Regions from separate parts of the Sus scrofa genome. Here region 1 is linked to region 2. The links are chromatin contacts, called in public Hi-C maps. All regions are on one chromosome and are shown on one strand. Each heading gives the region's core, a stretch centred on a gene start, on an enhancer-like site or on the middle of the called end of the contact. The rest is flanking DNA. Distances are from core to core; before and after follow the strand shown. Region 1 holds the start of PDPR (pyruvate dehydrogenase phosphatase regulatory subunit, mitochondrial). Region 2 holds the start of ADAT1 (tRNA-specific adenosine deaminase 1).

Region 1 (6,124 bases), core at 2,564-5,063, 1.1 Mb after region 2:
TCATAGGCCACAGCGCCACCTACTGCCGGTGTCTAGGAACAAAGAGTGACTGCCTCACCGGGTCTGAGGCCGCTCCAGCATCAGCCCCACTTTACAGATGGGCAAACAGAGCTTCTTTACGAATCAGCTCAATCCTACCTCACCCACGAAGCTTCACACAATGACCATTTCTCCTCCGGACTCGTCAATAGTTGGCACTCAGTGGATTCTAGATTCAAGAGAAGTTTCTGGAAAGCTCTTTAGAGGAACAGTGTGTCAGCCTTGGTGATTCCAGTTCACGTGGAGGCGATGGTTTGCATTCTTCGCAGGTGATTCTACTGCACCCAGGTGATGCTCGTTCACGGTTCCCACCGCCTTAGCACTCACTTGACTAGATCACTGCTCCTCTTGCTAAAGGCTGAGCAGTGAGACCTGGTCTTGAGTCTCTGTACCTGGAGCATGTGCTTCTCTCGGCCCCACTTTCCTCGCAGTTGAAGCGGGACCCCTCTCCTCTAATCCACACGGTTTGGGTGAAGTTTCCACAAGGTAAGGCAGTTAGGGCAGCGACCCAGCGCCTGGCACAGGAGCCCCTCGCGACATTGCTGTGTCTCGCAGGGCCTGTGAAACAGCGGCCCTGCGCCCGGCACAGCACAGAGTCCGGAGCAGGTGTTTTACTGCACAAGCGCACTGTGATTTGGGGGTGGAAGTGGGTGTAGCGAGAACACTGGCTGCTTCTCTCGGAGAAGGGATGAGCAGGGATGCACGCACAGCCCGCTGTCCACACCCGGGCTCCCGGGGACGTGGGGGATGCGCCCAGCGCCAGGTTCTCACCATGAAGTCAGGGTAAGGCAGGATGTCAAGCCCAGGGACAGTTGCCCAAGAGGAGGAACGGGTTCCCCCAGCCATGCCCCCGCTGTGTGGGGGGCCACAGTTGGCAGTGCCTGTACTTGGTTACCGTGGTCCCCAAAGTCGGTTTTGCACTTTGGTAACAGGACACCCATTTTACCCGCAATGTTTATCCTTTCTGATGGCAAATACACATGCTGGGTTGCTGTTGGTGTAGACTATTTCTTGGCAGCCAGGTCAGGTAGTTAAAATGTCCGTTTATTCATTCGCAAAGCGAGTGACCTGAAGAGAAAAATCCTTTTAATTGAGGCAGAGTTGATTTACGTTGCGTCTGCTGTATAGCAAAGTGATTCAGATAAATATATGTATACACTTTAAAAAAAGGTCTTTTCCCTTATGTCTGATCACAGGACACTGACTGCAGTTCTCTGTGCCGTACCGCAGTATCTCGTTGTCCGTCCCCTCTGTGTGAAATAGCTTCCATCTGCTAAACCCCAACCTCCTCCCCACTGGCCACCACACGTCTGTGCTCTGTGTTTGTGAGTCTGTTTCTGTTTCTCAGATAGGTTCGTTTGTGTCACATTTTAGATTCCACCTATGGGACATTATATGGTATTTGTCTTTCTCTTTATGGCTTATTTCATTCAGCATGATAAAGTCTAGTTGCCTCCATATTGCTGCAGATGGCATTATTTCGTTCCCTTTTGTGGCCAAGTACTATTCCATTGTATATCTGCCCCACATCTTCTCATGAGAAGAAAATCTTAATTGAAATCTGGCTCAATGGAAATACAGTGCACAGTGGTAATACCGCGTTCCCGGAGGACAGAAGTGCTCGGGCACCCCATGTGCCTCTCGTCACCAGGGCTCATGAGAAAGATCCCATTTACTAAAGGGCCTCGAATGCCTCGGGACCACATGCTGACACTACAGAGGGACAGAAAAGGCTGCGCTGAGCTGGACATTTACAAAGGCAAGGAATGAGTTGTAGCTCTTTACAGTAACTACAACGACAGTGTCGTATATGCCAAGAGTTGACCAAAGATTAAGGGTTAGCTCTGCTGCTAGAAAACCCTTCCCTGAAACGAGCTGCAGAGATGTCTCTTGCACATCCCCTTGTTCTGGGGAAGGAGAAGCTCTGTGGAGTGGATGGGTACCCTCAGACAGAAATGAAGGTACTTTTTCTCCATCCTTCCTGGCTCCACCCACCATGTGACACTCTGGAGCATGAGGCACTAGAACCTAACTTGGAGGGAAGAGGTGCTCCAAGCTCCGGTTCTTGGTGTGCAAAGCAAATCTTGGCATAGATCTTTTGAAACAGCTGCTAGTGGTACCTTCCTCACTTCCTGTAATTCCTGCCCTTGAGAGAGTGAAAAGGAGAAGGCAGAAGGTTTACAAAGATAAAATAGATGCATCTAAATATCAGGTGAGGGAGTTTCCGTTGTGGCTCAGTGGGGTACGAACCCAAACAATATCCCTGAGGTTGTGGGTTCGATTCCTGGCCTCGCTCAGTGGGCTAAGGATCCAGAGTTGACAGGAGCTGTGGTGGAGGTCACAGATGCGGCTTGGGTTGGCATTCCAGTGGCTGTGGCCACAGCTCCAATTTAACCCCTAGCCTGGGAACTTCTCTATGCCTGGATGCGGCCCTAAAAAGACAAAAAAAAAAAAAAAAAAAACACACACACACAAACAACAAGAACAACAACAACAAAAAACTGTGACAGCGTTCCCTCGTGGCACAATGGGTTAAGGATGTGGCATTGTCACTTCAGTGGTTCAGGTTGCTACTGTAGTGCTGATTTGATCCTTAGCCTGGGAACTTCTGCATGCAGCCGGCGACCTAAATAAATAAATAAATAAATACTTGTGACATTTTCCTCCTGAAATTGCCACATCTAGGTATCAAGTACATCTTAGCAAGAATATGCCTCAGATCTGTTAGTCTATAATGTCTTCATTTGGGAGCAGCTGGTGACCATAAGCTTTAAGCCCATAACTGAACCATTTAAGTACATTTCTTGCACCGAAGCCAGGAACGCCTTGAACATTCATACATCAGGGTAGCAAAATGCAGTGTCTGTTGCCGGGAAACCAGACCTCAAATGGGCTGTCTTGTGTGAGTTCACTGGCAAGTAAAAATGCATAAAGTGCAAGTTTCAGGCTGGCATGGTGACACAGGGGTCCCTGGAACTTCACTGCCACACTTTAGTGGCAGAAGCCCTTTCTTGTGCACGGCTGAATCCCATCACCTGGCACAGTGCCAATCCTTTAACACAACTGGTTTGAGTGGTGAGATGGGCTTGGGTGTGGCCCCAAGTGGAGAGAAGCCTGTACCATTAGATCGCTTTCCATTCTAAGAAATATTTACTGGATAACGTGCCACACGCTAAGCGCTGAGAACACAGCAGAATAGGAGATTTAGGGTCTACTGTCAGAGGGCAGAGTGTGCAGCTAGTTGGGAAAGGTAGTCAACTAATTTACTTTAGCACAAGTTCTATAAAGGAAAGAAAACAGCGTGATGTGCTAATAAGCAAGGTGCCCAGATCGCAGGTCTTCTTAAACTGCCTCTGAGATCGGGCGGGGACAGCAGAAAAGATTCCTGATCCGCTGTACTAGTGATTCGCCCAGGAAGACCGCAGCAACGGCCAAAAACAGAGCAGCTTTCGGTCCAAGAATCTTTTTTAGGCCCTGGACTGAGTGTCCTTAGGCGGCAGACACGTGGGACCGGACCTGAGGACTCGCCTCGCGCGCGCGGTAAGAGAACCCCTGCCCTCCGCAGGCTCCACCAAAGCTCCGGCCATCTTGGCCGTCCCAGCTGCATCGGTAGAAATCGGTAAGGTCCGAAGCTGCAGTTCTAAAGCGACTTTGAAACACCCCGCCTCCAGTGCGACTGCATCTTCGTCGAGACGGTGGTTCCCCTCCGCCCACCTTCAAGCGGAGACACTCGGGACCCAAACAACCCCCCACGTGTCAGGGGCGGAGCAGTCGATGACGTCACGACGCGCGTGCGCGAGTGGGATCACGCGCTGCCGTACCCTTCCTACGGATCGTAAAGCGCGGAAGGTCGCGGACTCAAGCTTCCCCGGAACTTTTTCGGCCCACCGCCCCGCCCCCTTCCCATTCCCTGTCCCCACCCCCCTTCCGGCCCCCAGGACCCCAGCCAACTGTTGTGGTCGCTTCCCTGCTTCAGCCGGGGTGTGGCTGCTTGCGGAGCTTGTGGAGGCCGGTGAGGTAAGGAGAAGCTCCGGGGGCCGCTCTGGCCTCCGGGTCTGCTCGGACTTTGCCGCCACGGGGCCCTCAGCCCCCCACCCCCGTTCCTGCTGGGGGCTCCCGGCCGCGCTTCGTTTCCCGTGGGTTCTGCCTGGTCCTCCCGCAGGCTCGTCCTGGCGCCGGGACTCCGCCCGCCCGGGCCGACACTGCGTTGCCCGATCTTCCTTAATCTCACCCGCGGCAGTGGCGCCTAGCGGACCGGTGCCCGGCTCCCCGGTTCTTCCAGGCGCCCTCAGCCTAGCCCGGATGCCCAGGACGGCGGGAATGACCTCGTTCCTGGCGCCCCGCCTCGGGCTTGCACACCGCCCCCCCGCCAGCCTCCGCAGCGGGGGTCAGGCTTGTTCAGCTGGGCCAGGTCTGCAGGTGAAATTGTTTTCCCGCGTGGAAACGTGGTCCGCTTGCGCTTAATTAACTAGTAAAACTGCTGCGGAGTCGGCAGTGAAGTTACCTGGAAAGTCCAGGCCGGGGCAGTGAGCTCGCTACTAACGTTTGACCTCTTGGTTCTGATGTGTTTGACCCTGAGGTTTGATTCAAGCATTTTCAAGCTTTTTTCGCCCTCGCTTGTGTAGGGGGATGCGGGACATGGAGTTAGCCTGTGTGAAAGGGACACTTTTCCAGGGCCAGGGATTTGTATTTGTACAGGGATTTGTATTCATTTCTTAAACTAGTCTGATTATCTGGTACACTTGTTGAAAAAAACAGCAACCTGAACCAGCAGGATCAGAATGTTAAGAGATGGACTCTGGGAGGAAGAGTGTGTCTGTGACTTGAGTTTTAAAGCAGGTGTCCCAGGGGGCTCTTGCCGAGGCAGGTGTGGGAAATGATGTGTTCATCTCTGTCTTCTTACCCAGTCTTCCTTGGGACTAGCAGCCCATTTCTCCAGGGTGCTGTGGCCATGCAGAGGAACAGCTCAGAGGGAGTCGGGGCTGTCCTCTTGTTCTAGGTGTAAGCAGATCTGAGCATAACCAGCCCCAGCAGTGAGGTTGTTTAGCAGAAATTCTTCTTAGCAGGAGTTCCCGTCGTGACGCAGTGGTTGACGAATCCGACTAAGAACCATGAGGTTGCGGGTTCGGTCCCTGCCCTTGCTCAGTGGGTTAATGATCCGGCGTTGCCGTGAGCTGTGGTGTAGGTTGCAGACACGGCTCGGATCCCGCTTTGCTGTGGCCCTGGTGTAGGCCAGTGGCTGCAGCTCCGATTCGACCCCTAGCCTGGGAACCTCCATATGCCTCGGGAGCGGCCCAAGAAATAGCTAAAAAGACAAAAAAAAAAAAAAAAAAAGAAAGAAAGAAAGAAAGAAATTCTTCTTAGCAGAAGTTGAGATCGTAATTTATTTTCAACCAGGTGTGTTATTTTACTTTTTCTTTGACATCTTCTGTTTCTTTTCTACTTGCCGTTACCTCCTTGCTCTTAAGCCTTGCTGTTGCTGCCAAAGCTACTGGTATAAACTCTGTGCCTTCCTTTTTCCTTCATTCTTCAAATCCACTGGAAGTCTTTTTCTTTACCACTTCACTCTTTTGAAGGTCATGATGAGCCCAAGGTCAAAAAGCCTTTTTTGGTGCTCAAAGCTCTGGCATTTTAGCATTGTTTCTTCCATCTTGCAACTTTTTATCTGTTATGATGAATGCCACCTTTGTAATTCCCTTTTTCTGTTAGGGGAAGGTAGCACAGAGTAATGCTTCAGTGGCAGACTCTAGTGCTAGACTGGCAGGCTTTGAATTCAGGCTCTGCCAGTCACCAGTGTTAGAGGATCTTGGATGAGTCATTTCACTTCTCTGTGCCTCCGTTTCCACAAGTGTGGAATAGAAATTGTGACACCTCCCTTACAGATTTGTGTAGATTAAACTGGCAGTTGGCGTTCCCATTGTGGCGCAGCAGAGAACCAATGCGCATGGTATTCATGAGGATGAATACTGGCCTCACTCAGTGGGTTAAGGATCCAGCGTTGCTGTGAGCTGTGGTGTCATTTGCAGACGAGGCTCAGATCTGGCATTGCTGTGGCTGTGGCTGTAGCTGTAGCTCCGATTCGACC
Region 2 (6,556 bases), core at 1,672-4,171:
GCTGCTTATCAGAATGCATTCTCCTGTAGGAAGTGCTTCTGTTTCCCGCCATGAAACCTGAAGACAAGAAGGAGAATGTAACCGCCACTGACACGGCGGAGAACACAGCACCTGGCACGTCTGTCTAGAAAACAGTGATGGCACGTCACACGACATGGGCATCGTCGCTGCGTCTCTGCCCAAGGACCTCAAGGGATTTCCCGTGTGTGGCTGTTTGGCTGTCATGGTCCACTTCAGCCACCAGAAGAGGGAAGAGGAATTAAGAATTCCTTTTTACTCCTTGTTACCAAATAAACCATTTGTCTCTACCCCTGTCTCATCACTCTTTACCTTTGGAATGTCACCTTATTGCCAGGACAGCTGGCTAATGAAGGTTTAGGATTATAGCACTTTATTCATTCACCAGATTTATATAATGTCCAGCCATTATTCTAAGGAGCTGGGAGGCACAGCAGGGAACAAAAGCCAAGTTCCTGCTTTCATGGAATTTATATTTTCTTTAGGGGTAGGGGCTGGGTGTGAAAAGCTACTAAACAAGAAACAAGTAAATCCTTATTTCTGGTAGTGATGCATACTAAGAAGAAAAATAAGGCAGGGAGAGGGGACAGGCGCTATTTTATAAAGAGGTGGATGGGGGCAGTGCTCCTTACGCGATCACGGAAGACCTCTTCTAGCGGAGACCGGAAAGATCTAAGTGGCACAGCATGATCCAGACTAAAGGGCTGCACTTTTGGGGAACAGCAAAGGGGTCTGGTATGGCCAAAGAGGAATAAGATCAGTGAGGTGCCAGATTTAGGGGTGAGAGGCGAAGCCATCGGAGGGTTTTGAGCACTACTGTCCTAGTTAGCATGTGGAAGGCAAGACAAAGGGAGACATGCAGCTGTGGGCTGAGGTGAGATGATGGATTAGCCTTGGGAGGTAGCGGTAAGTGATGGAGATGCTTATGCATCGGTGGACTTTGTCTTCTTGAGGTCAGCAGAATGCTGCTGGAATGTGGGTTTTAGGAAAAGGAATCAAAATGATTTCACGGTTTGGGGCCTGACCAACTAGAAAGTAGAGTCGTCACTGACTTGAAATGGAAAAACAGTGCAGGTTTGAGAAAAGTGAATGGTTTTGTGATATGCCTGTTAGACAGTGGGTGGGGAAGAGTGGGGAAGGTTTTCACTTTCTGCTCAGTTCAGCTGCCCTAAGCATGTGACTAGGGCCTGCTGGTAAAACAGAGCCCGTAACACAGGGAGGCAGCTGGGGTAACTCTTCCCCAATGAGTCTGACAACAAAAGACTTGTCTTTGGCATCTCAGCAAAACCTCTGGGAGCATCTTTGTGTACTTTCACAGAGCAGGTGTCTACTTCTGCGGTTGGTAAAATGATCTAAGCACACCAAACTACTAACAGGGAACAACTTCAGAGCATGCTGAGCATCTCAATCTTTGCTGGTGTTAAAGCACAGACTCCAGAAGCACTTGGTAGTGGTGGTTACATGACGAGGTGGTATCTCAGAAGAAACACTTCTATGGCACATCCTTCAGCGAGGTGCTGTTAACTAAAAAAAAAAAACAATCATCTCACCAAAGGAGGGGTGTGGGGTCAAGATAAGGGACTGGACTTCTGGCAACACTGTACCATCAATGTGGACCACTGGAAAGGCAACAAGGATTAATGAGGAGCTGTTTAGGGAGTTCCCGTCGTGGCTCATCAGTTAAAGAGTGCAACTAGTATCCATGAGGACGTGGGTTCCATCCCTGGCCTCGCTCAGTGGTTAAGGATCTGGCATTGCCATGAGCCGTGGTGTAGTTCACCGAGTGGCTCAGATCCTGTGTTGCCGTGGCTTTGGCGTAGGCCGGTGGCTACAGCTCCAATTTGACCCCTAGACTGGGAAATTTCCATATGCCAAGGGTGCAATCCTAAAAAGACAAAAAAAAAAAAAAGCTGTTTAGTAGTAGACTAGAGCAGAGCCAGCTGTCTGGCCTCAAGAATGCCAGAGATAGAGAAGAAATGAAGCAGCTGTAGACATCTGTGGCATTTGGCAAGAAAAATGACAAATACCCCCTTAAACAGCTGAAGGCTCACAATTTGCTAACTGCTGTATGGGGGTGAACAAAAACAAGTATGGTCCCAAGTTCTAGACTTGTAGGAGAGAGAGGAAGAGCAAGGTCCTTATCCTTGGAGGAAGCCTGTGGCCCTTTTCCTGTGATCTAGGGAGAAGGATGGGGTCAATTAAGTTGCACTCCTCTAGCATTTGAGAGAACTCTCTCATCATTAGGAACTGAGTTAAAAACAAAAACAACAACAACAAAAAAAACTGCTGAATGATACAGACTTCTGAAATGTCCAAACAGCTATACTACCTATTTTTGGCAAACCGAAGGTTTTAGACTAGCACTGTCCACTACAGTACCCAACGGCCATACGTAGCTATTGAGCATTTGAAATGTGGCTGGTCAGAACTGAGATATAAAATACACACCAGTTTTCTTAAGTTAGTGTAAAAAAATGTAAAATAAGTGAACATTTTTATTAAATATTGATTACTCGTTGAAATATGTTGGATAACCTGGGTTAAAATATATGGTTAAAATTAATTTCACCTTTTCTTTTGACTTTTTAAAATATAGCGCCTAGAACATTTTAAATTACATATCTGGCTCGAATTATATTTCTACTGGACAGACCTGTTTTAGACAAAAATTCAAACTAGTGTTCCAACATACAACCTCATTCTACCGTACGAATCTATCTTACCGGGGAATCAGCCTCCCTGAGCCCATTACATCTGTATCTACGCAGAGCAACGCAAATCGACGGACTCTAAGGATCCACCCTGCAGCCCCCTGGCTCCGGCCCCTGGAGGACTACAAGGGCCAGCGTGCACTGCGTGCCTCCAGGGAACAGGCTTGGGAGGGCCACCTCATTGTGACGTCACGTCCGCTGCGCCGCGCGGTCTTCTTCCTCCCTTCGAGAGCGCGTGTCGAGGAGGTGGGAGGGCGGTGTCCGTGAGCGGTTGCGGTCGTGGGGCCGAGGGCGCACAGGATAGGGAGGGCCCTGGGGCTCCCGGGGAAGATGCTGTAGGTCTGACTTTCTCGACCCCTTTTTGTGTGGGAAGTGGATGTTGCGGACCTTCCCCCGCACCCAGCGGCGTGTCTGGTGGGAAAATGCGGCTCCTTTCATGCTGACATCCCTGCGCCGACAGCGACTGCTGCGGACGAGCGCGGGGCGCGTGACCCGGGGGTTGCATACCGCATAACTCCAGCGGGCAGGCGTGCACGTTGTCCCTGCTGCGCGGGCCTGGAGTTACCCATACCTGGCCGAATGGGCCTCTGGAGGGTGTTGAGGAGGGGAGGCTAAGGAAAATAGGCGTCCCTTCCAACCTCGCTAAAGCCTTTTCCCCAGACAGCCTTCCGGACTTGAATTTTCTTTCAAAAGGAAGTGGGTTTTTAAACTTTTTGCCGCTGTTAAAACATGCCGCCTTGTGGGCAAAGAAGTGCATGTCTAACTAAACTGTTGTTTCATATGAAGAAATTATTCAAGTTCTAGGAGAGAATAGTGGACGCAGTACAGCAAAACATTTATTCATTTCCGCTACTGGGCACGCTCCTCCAGACTCAACTCTGAATAAGGTGGTGATACAGTTTTGAGCCGCTGTATCGTAGGGAGTCAGCGTTTCTTCTAGCAAGTTGTCTTTGGCTGTTATGATTTGTGATGCGTGCCTCTGGTTTAATTTCAGTTTGGTGCCAGAGTATCTGCCTTCATAAAGTATACTGCCTTGTATGTCCCCTCTGCCCCTGAAATGAGAGAGAAATCCCTTCTAAATGGAGGATTCTGGGCTCGCCCATGCTTTTCTTTTGCTCAGAGAGATACAAGACTTAGGCTGGTTCTCTGACTTTAAAGTCGTAATTTATGTCAGTGCCTTCCGGATTCTTGTTTTAAATCACTGTGGTCTGATTTACCATGACCATTTATTGAAATAACAGGCCTGCACATCCGAACTGGTAAATTATAAACTGAGGCATTTTAGAACTTTTATGAGTTTATTTGAGCAAAAATCCTTTCCAATCAGGCACAAGCTAAGTGGAAGTAGTTAGGAGCCCTCTGCAGACAGGAGCCAAGGTAGAAACTGATGTAGCATAAGTGCAGAAGCAAGAAAAGAAATTGTTTAGATCTTGGTTTGCTTAGATAGACCACCACAGCATTAGAGTCTCTTCAGTCTGATGGCCTCCTTGTTTAATTAGTTTAACAGGATAGGAGCAAGGGGCTCCTTGTAGATAAATCATTTGTCTGCTATATACACTATGGCTCAACAGAGCCTTTTTTTTTTTTTTAAACACTTAACTTTGTCCATTGCCATCTGATCTCATTTTCTCCTAAGAATCTTTTCATATATTTGAATCCAAATGAAGTCATTGAATGAGCATCAGTAGAGTCAAGAGTGGGAAAGTTTCTATCGAACTATTCTAGACCTCTTTTAGGTCAGCTCTGCTTTCTGGTTTTATGTGTCCATTACTTTTTCCCTGCCTTTCAAGGAGCTCAAGGCAAAGCAGTCAGGAAAATCAAATGTTCTTTTTTGTAAGATTAATCTCAGTTGAAGAGTTCCCTTGTGGCAGAGGGGGTTAAGGATCTGGTGTTGTCATTGCAGCAGCTTGGGTCGCTGCTGTGGCACGGCTTCCACCCCTGGCCCAGGAACTTTACATGCTGTGGGTGTAGCCAAAAATAAAAATAAAATCTCAGTTGCTATTAATTATGCTCAACATTGTACCAGTTGCTCTTTTTGTTTGTTGTTTGTTTGTATTCTTAGGGCCACAGCCAAGGCATATGGAATTTCCCAAGCTAGGGGTCAAATCGGAACTGCAGCTGCCAGCCTACACCACAGCCACAGCAACACCAGATCTGAGACACATCTGTGACCTACACCACAGCTCACGGCAACGCCCGATCCTTAAACTACTGAGCAGGGCCCGGATCGAACCCTTGTCCTCATGGATACTAGTTGGGTTCCCTACCACTGAGCCACAATGGGAACTCTGTAATTGCTTTTTTAAAAATTTTTATTAAAGTATAGTTGATTTACAATTTTGTGACCAATTGCTTTTTATAAATTTTAAGCCCCTTGATAACTCCAGTGGGTTAAATACTACTGCCTCTGTTTCTTTTTTTTTAATGTCCACACCTGTTCATATGGAAGTTCCCAGGCCAAGAATTGAATCCAAGTCAAAGCTTTGACCTGCACATTTGCAGCAATTCCAGATCCTTTAACCCACTGTGCCAGACTGGGGATCAAACTCGCACCTCCACATCAGCCCGAGCTGCTGCAATCAGGTTCTTACTCTCTGCCACAGCAAAAACTCCTGTCTCTATTTTAGCACATGAGGAAACAGACCCAGAGGAGGTTAAGTAATCTACCCAATATTGCACAGTTAATTTGTAGAAAAAAAAAACAGGGTTAGAATCCAGAAAGGGTCGTTCCAAAGTCCTCACTCTGAGAACACTTGACTGGTGAGAAGCCTCTAGGCTCTGTCACTTCTCCCCTTTATGTCATAATAGGTAAGAGAAATTAAAGTGTTGCTTTCCTGATGGGGGCACCAGTAGAGAGTTACTGGAGAGAGCTAAAGAACCAACCTGCTGTGGGGGAAAGGAGAGAAAAAAACTTTCTGGAAAAAAAAAAAAAAAAAGATGGAAAAGCTCTTTCTCCCCAGAAAGATAAACTTTGGTGAGGTTCCATCCAAAGCAAGTTGAGGTCTGCAGCCTTTTCCATGCTGTTTCCAAATGAAAATTGGAGTAGCAAGGAGCCTTCTCCCTCCTATGCTTTCCTTTTGAGTAGTTTCTTCGATCTTTTCGTTAAAGATGAAAAAGGGGCAGAGAGGTAATAGAAAACAGTATACTGAGTTCCTAAGAGAAGCCTCAGTATGATGGTGGATGGGCTACATCTGCATGCCTGTTGAAGCACTGGTGTGGGGACTGTAGCATCTTGCATTGCTTCTTTCTGTCCTGACGGTTCTGGGTTTTGCTCAGGGCCTCAACACTAGCTCACACCATGTGGACGGCGGATGAGATTGCACGGCTGTGTTACGAGCACTATGGGAGCAGGCTGCCCAAGCAAGGGAAGCCTGAGCCCAACCGCGAGTGGACGCTGCTCGCAGCCGTGGTGAAGATACAACCTGCAGCTGACCAGGTCTGCGACTGCCCTGACAGACCCGTGCAAGGTGAGACCTTTTCTCCCGGCAACGCTCCCTTTCCCTGTCAGGGGTGGTAGGCCCTTTGGTGGCTGGATGTAAACCTCGGTGATGGTTCCGCTGCTCCCCGCCAGGTGGCGTGGTACCTCTGGTGGCCAGAGATGGCCCTGCTGGAACTCCCGTCCTCAGGTGGGTTAGCCAACTGACCCGAGAACCCTCAGGAGGAAGGTGAGGTCTTGCTAAACCTGCCGACCATTCAGATTCCGAGAGCTCACTTGATGATTTGTTTTTTTCCCCCTCAGTGACAAAAGAAGTTGTCTCAATGGGAACAGGAACCAAATGCATAGGCCAGTCCAAAATGAGGAAGAGCGGTAAGCCCAGATGGGGTCT

Evidence for each region. A called contact is a pair of places that touch in the nucleus more often than the background predicts.
Region 1: a Hi-C map of retroperitoneal adipose tissue shows a contact between it and region 2, with 1.7 times the contacts expected there. The contact joins the promoter of PDPR here to the promoter of ADAT1 in region 2. A contact is called at or near these places in 1 of 5 promoter capture datasets (liver) and 1 of 47 Hi-C or Micro-C datasets (retroperitoneal adipose tissue).

What each region holds. Positions count from the first base shown.
Region 1 is chr6:13,183,564-13,189,687 of Sscrofa11.1, forward strand. It overlaps PDPR (pyruvate dehydrogenase phosphatase regulatory subunit, mitochondrial), which reads left to right and starts at 3,814. Exons shown (of 20, transcript XR_002344509.1): 1 at 3,814-4,056.
Region 2 is chr6:12,073,442-12,079,997 of Sscrofa11.1, forward strand. ADAT1 (tRNA-specific adenosine deaminase 1) reads left to right here and starts at 2,922. Exons shown (of 10, transcript XM_021093768.1): 1 at 2,922-2,975; 2 at 6,006-6,196; 3 at 6,469-6,537. The coding sequence starts at 6,028. It overlaps KARS (lysine--tRNA ligase), which reads left to right. Exons shown (of 14, transcript XM_003126856.3): 14 at 30-308. The coding sequence ends at 128.